2 separate regions of the Danio rerio genome follow, and region 1 is linked to region 2. A link is a contact called in public Hi-C data. All regions are on one chromosome and are shown on one strand. Each heading gives the region's core, a stretch centred on a gene start, on an enhancer-like site or on the middle of the called end of the contact. The rest is flanking DNA. Distances are from core to core; before and after follow the strand shown.

Region 1 (2,866 bases), core at 148-2,647, 48 kb before region 2:
GGCTAACAGCTTCCCTGACTGACAGTTTACATGGCGCAAAATAGCGCATGCTTGAAGGTGCTTAATGCTTCTTGGTGACGTGAAGCCGATCCGCAAATCAGAGCACATATTAGCTGATGGAAATATGACAGTCATTTTGATGTTAGCTGACCCACATAGCAAAATTTCTCTGGCCCAGCTCTGGCCCACACAATCAGGTTTTGCTTGGCCCACATGCCGCAGTGAATTACGGTACATGACTGGACCAAATCTGGCTTCCAGACAAGGGCCAAACACAGACCAAATCTGGGCCAAGTCTCAGCCAAGTTAATAACTCATAAATGGGCCTGAACTGGGCCAGATAGGTTGGTGTGTCACGATTGCAATGAAATTTATAAACCCATGGAGTGATGCGCTTTAGGCACACTATGGGCACGCTTTTTCTCAAAGTGACCTGATTGGTAGAATTTTTTTTCTTTACTCAAAAATGATTTTAGTGTATTTTAAATGTGGGTCAAGACTGGCCAAACTCACATGGCCCACTTATCAAATTTTTAAATCTGGGCCAAATACTACGTTTTACATCTGGCCCAAATCTTGTGTGCCGCCTTAAAAACGGTGCCACCTCTGCCAAACCCGGGCCATGTTTGGCCCACATGCTGTATGCCAGTGCCGGATGAATGCCTGCTGTGCCAGCTTTTTGCCAAATCTGGGCCAGAATTCTTTGCTACTAGTGGAGTAGCTAAATGTAATCAAATGAAAAATTAATGTGATTTTTTTTTACAAATGAAGCATGAGCACACATTGCTTTGCATGTTATAAACTCAACCAAGCCTTAAAAATACACTATGGACCACCTCTTTAAGTTCATCGTCAGTACATCATTGAAAAATAATTTTCTCTCAAAGTGCATCTTAAACTTTGCTGAAATTATCAGGATATTGTATCATGTTCAGTCTCTTGTATGTTGTGTACAAAAATACCCCACTTGCTAATAACAAGGGTTCCTGAACATTTACAGGTAAACAGTTTTTTTGAATTGTTTAAAATAAAATGCTGGAAAAAAAATATATGTATGTTTGTAAAATAAATGTAACCTTACATTTATTTATTTTGCAGTGTTCACCTTATGAGGATTAACCACTTCAACATCAACATTGTGTCATTACACCCAATGTAAGATGGACACCGCATAGTAAAATGGCATTCTCATGAAAAAAAAGCATATTTGCTGGAGGGCATCACCTAAACAAGGCTGAAAAACAGACATGGTGAAGGATTGAGTTAAGGAGGGAGGCCCCGCAACCTGCCCGACTCCCTGTCTGCCTCTTTCATCACTCATTAAAGACGTATCCTGAGCAGCTGGGGCCTTCCACAAAAAGTCATGCTGGATGGAGGCGTCATAGATGGGACAGCCTGCCCTCAATCCCCCCTGCCAAGTCAGATTAGCAGGGTCTACCAATAAAGAGCCCTTATCTCCACACACCCACACTCCATCAGAAAGCCCTGCTTCGGCCTGGAGATACCAAGGTGATGAGTTATGAGAGAACAGCAGAGTGGAACCCAGCTAAATTTAATAAGGTTACAACAGAGGTAGAAACAGCATGCTGATTAAGTTGACTGCATTTGCACGCAACGAAACCAATGAATGGTATCCTGTGATGTCACGAGATTATGAAAATTTGTATTACTGTGACCTATGTCGTTATTTAAAACGCCAGCCTGATCTCATGAGAAAATGTAAGTATTTTACGTTTTGCTAGTTTAGTGGCGAATTCGTAAAAAATCGTATGAGTTCAGTTGTATGAAATTGTAAGATTTTAAAAAGAAGGCGTGGCACCCGACCCCACCCTTAAACCCAACCGTCATTGGGTGATGAGCAAATCATACTAAATTGTACAAATTAGATTGTACGAATTGATACAAATTAGACACTAAATCAAAAAGTTGAGAATCTCAGCTTGCATCATAAAGGCTGCATCTGAGATTGTATCGCTCAGAGATGCAATGTCAGACACAATGCACTAAATGGAGCTAGTGACCACACTTTGAGGGGTAGGTTTAGGGGTGGGGTTAGGTGAGCACATTAAAAAGCATTAGATGCAGCTCAGATTGCACCTGCACCAAGTCTGCAGCCAGACCCCTCTCGAAAAATGTGAGTAACTGATGACATAATCTTAATATTGAGGTTCTATCTCTTTAAACTTTAGACGTTAGTTATTTTTTATGATTATATATATTGTCAAAAACATTGTCAAAACATTCAACTGTAATCAAATGATTATCTCTCATCAGGTGTGTGTTTACTATTGCCGTTAGAGTTGGTGGTGCAACACGCAAGTTTTTTCTTTTTGTTTTTTTGGTGCAAAAAAAGTGGCCATCTTTTTTGTCTCAGGACCATTGCTTCATTGAGGATGAGTGAGCTCTAAGAATTCATCTAAAATATCTTCATTTAAAGATGAAGTCTTGAACAACATGAGGGTGAGAAATTCATAGCATAATTTTCATTTTTGGGTGAACAATTCCATTAAATGCGACAATGCTACACTAAAAATATATTCGCACTACCTGACAAGAGTCTTGTCTTCGATCCTAGTGTAAGAAATACTGATAATAACTTAATTTAGTGATAATTTGGAAAAGTGGCAGAAGGTAGATTTTTCAGATGAATCAACTCTTAAACTGCGTCCGAATCATCACAAATCCTGCAGAAGACCTATTGAAAACTGCATGAACTCAAGATTCTAACAGATATCAGGCAAGTTGGTAAAGGAAAAATCATGGTTGGGGTTACATTCAGTATGGGGCTGTTTAAACGATCTGCAAATTGGATGGCAACATCAACAGCCTGAGGTATTAAGGCATTTGTGCTGCCCATTACATTACA
Region 2 (2,700 bases), core at 109-2,608:
TAGTCCATGTAACTTACGGTAAGTTAACATGCACAACTTTGGATTTTGTGCATTAGTAAATGTCGAAATATGATTAATAAATTCTTTACAAGATTATTCATACTCAGTTAATGTTATGCTAATGTAACTTAATGTTAATTTTAAAGAAAATACTAACATTATAACACTAATATTTACAATACTAACATTACTAACATTTACTAATGGACTTTTATTCTAAAGTGTTACAGATAAATGCTCTAAACAACATTACACTTGTTTGAAATTTGGAAAAATAATTTGAAAAGTACTTCGTAAACTATAGAGATGTATAAAAGTAGTACTTAAATTTCGTTTTAATATATCTCATTTATTTACTTGGCTTGGGCAACAACTACACTGCAAAATGCTTTCCGTATTTATTTCTTGTTGTTTCTATTTCAAATATCTATAAATTCATTTAGCAAGAAGCATTTTCTTGATACGCAAAACATAATGTCTTGTTTTCAGAAACAATATGGCAATATTAAGTGATTTTTTCCTTAAAACAAGCAAAATAATTTGCCAATGGGGTAAGAAAAACAATCTTGTTTTCCTTTTGACATAAGATTATTTTTCTTACCCCATTGGCAGATTATTTTTGCTTGTTTCAATGAAATACTCCCTTCATTTTAGTGTATTATTTCTTTAAACAAGAGAAAATATGTTTTGCTTGTCTAGAAATCTCTTATTGATTTAAGAAATTTGAAATATATGGACTAGAAACAAGGCAAACAATCTAAGTAAGAAACGCATTTTTGCAGTACGTGTAGGATAATGATAATTCAAATGAACTGATTTTCATGATTTTTATAATGATTTTTGTTGACTTAAAGTTGATAACAAAATATAGAAGTTATATAACGAATATAGCCTAAACCCTATACAGTCTACCAGAATGTGTTCTAACATATTCAAGATCAATGTTTTTCATGCGACGTCAGCGTGAACAAACATCGATTAGCATAATTGAGTGGTACGATTTTGTATACGTTGGTATTACATCGTAAATTGGCATGTTACTTTGTTAAACACCACTGTGTATACCATATACAATAATATTAGTTAGGTGTGTGGTAGCATATCATGTCCTAAGCAAAGTAGAATCACACTTTTCGTGCATATAAGCATATAACCACACTTCGTGCAAGCTGATTTACCAGAAGCTAAAAACATCGAGTCCGACAAAAATTAGTTTGTAACCGGATTTCTTTTGTAGGCGAACATTAATTGAATGCCCCAAAATTTCCTCCCACTCGCAGTAGGACAGTCCAAATAATCCCTCCCTCTCTCGCGCGCTCCTCCTGGCCAAAACGCCTGTGCTCCTCCAGTGCGCTTCATTCAGATGGATAACTTCAGGAACATGGCTCTGCAAAACACTTCACTTTTACTAATTGTTCTTCAAATCTGCGCTCTTGCGTGGCAAGGTAAGACAATTTGACGTTTATTTTCCATGCGGTGCTGCTTTTTGTTGATGTTTTATTTTTTTGAGAGAAACTTTCTGAAGAGGGTTTCGACCGCGCGCGTTTGAATGACATGCACGCGGATGTTTGGGATGCTGCAGATACTGTATACTGTACGGTAATAGTTATGGCTATTTAACTCCGCTGTTTTCTGTGTACTTTAGAGTTTTCGACGGTTACAAGTTGGCTAGACCACATTTGTAAAGCCTTTTTACCATTTGTCTTTGTTTTTCGCTTGAAAAAAATGAAGTTTGTCATCATCACACTGCATGTGAGCTCAATAAATAGATTGAACTTGTTGAAATAGACACAAAGCATACAGTAACGCATACAGTAATGTAGTAGTACTATAAAAACAATCCGTTTATAATCTTGCTTATATCCTCAGATGTGGAAAAAACGGTAAAATATGGCAAGCATTGATAAACAATAGCAGGTGGATCACCATTTAACACACATATTAAAATTTTAAACACACATATAAAACATATATCGTGTTTGTTTATCTAAACCAAGCATCTTTCTCAGCTTCCATTGTATATGCTCATTTATTTCACTTTTAAGGCCATGAAAATATATTATTTATTGTCATAAAGGTTAAATTACTGAACTTACATGCATCAACCTGAGAAAAAAAAATCATTTTAGAAGAAAATTTCAGATGACACTGTTTTTTTGCATCTTACCTTACCATGCATAAGCTAATCAGCCTATATTATCTAGTAATAAAACATTACATTTCCAAAGCAAATATTTATGTTCATATTCATAATTGGCCAATTTGCTGTTGCATCTGGTTATTTCTACATGAGAAAAATGCTACAGACCATGGGACTGACCACAAATACAGGCTTTGTGTGTGCGTGAGTGTCTGTGTTCAGATAGAATCTGTGGAACTCTGTTAGACTGTTCAAAATGCCATGATGTGAGAGATTTTCACACAGAGATAAGCTGTTCACAATATGCAAAATTCAGTAGTTTATTAACAATTCGTTGCACACACTTATTTATACACCTATACAAATAACCTTGATCTTGCATATTACGCTGTATTCAGTGGTGCACCCTCTTAAGTGCATGACCTACACGACTACAGAACAAGCCCTTCTCATTAAGGAACAGATGATGGACCCCCACTGCATAATCCTCTGCTTGTCCATCTTTATCTGTCCCCCGTTGTGCTGTCGATCTACCTTTGTTGTCCTTGTCCTCATCGTGT

The links. A called contact is a pair of places that touch in the nucleus more often than the background predicts.
Region 1: a Hi-C map of an unstated tissue shows a contact between it and region 2, with 4 times the contacts expected there. The contact joins the enhancer-like site here to the promoter of mcama in region 2. A contact is called at or near these places in 2 of 18 Hi-C or Micro-C datasets (embryo and an unstated tissue).

What each region holds. Positions count from the first base shown.
Region 1 is chr5:64,847,667-64,850,532 of GRCz12tu, reverse strand. No RefSeq gene overlaps it. Among named protein-coding and RNA genes, the nearest start is that of mis12, 9.7 kb to the left of the region's middle. Within about 2 kb of position 1,397, at least 5 of the 62 cell types and tissues checked have an H3K27ac peak or open chromatin away from gene starts, as enhancers often do.
Region 2 is chr5:64,799,842-64,802,541 of GRCz12tu, reverse strand. mcama (melanoma cell adhesion molecule a) reads left to right here and starts at 1,358. Exons shown (of 16, transcript XM_068221535.2): 1 at 1,358-1,445. The coding sequence starts at 1,364.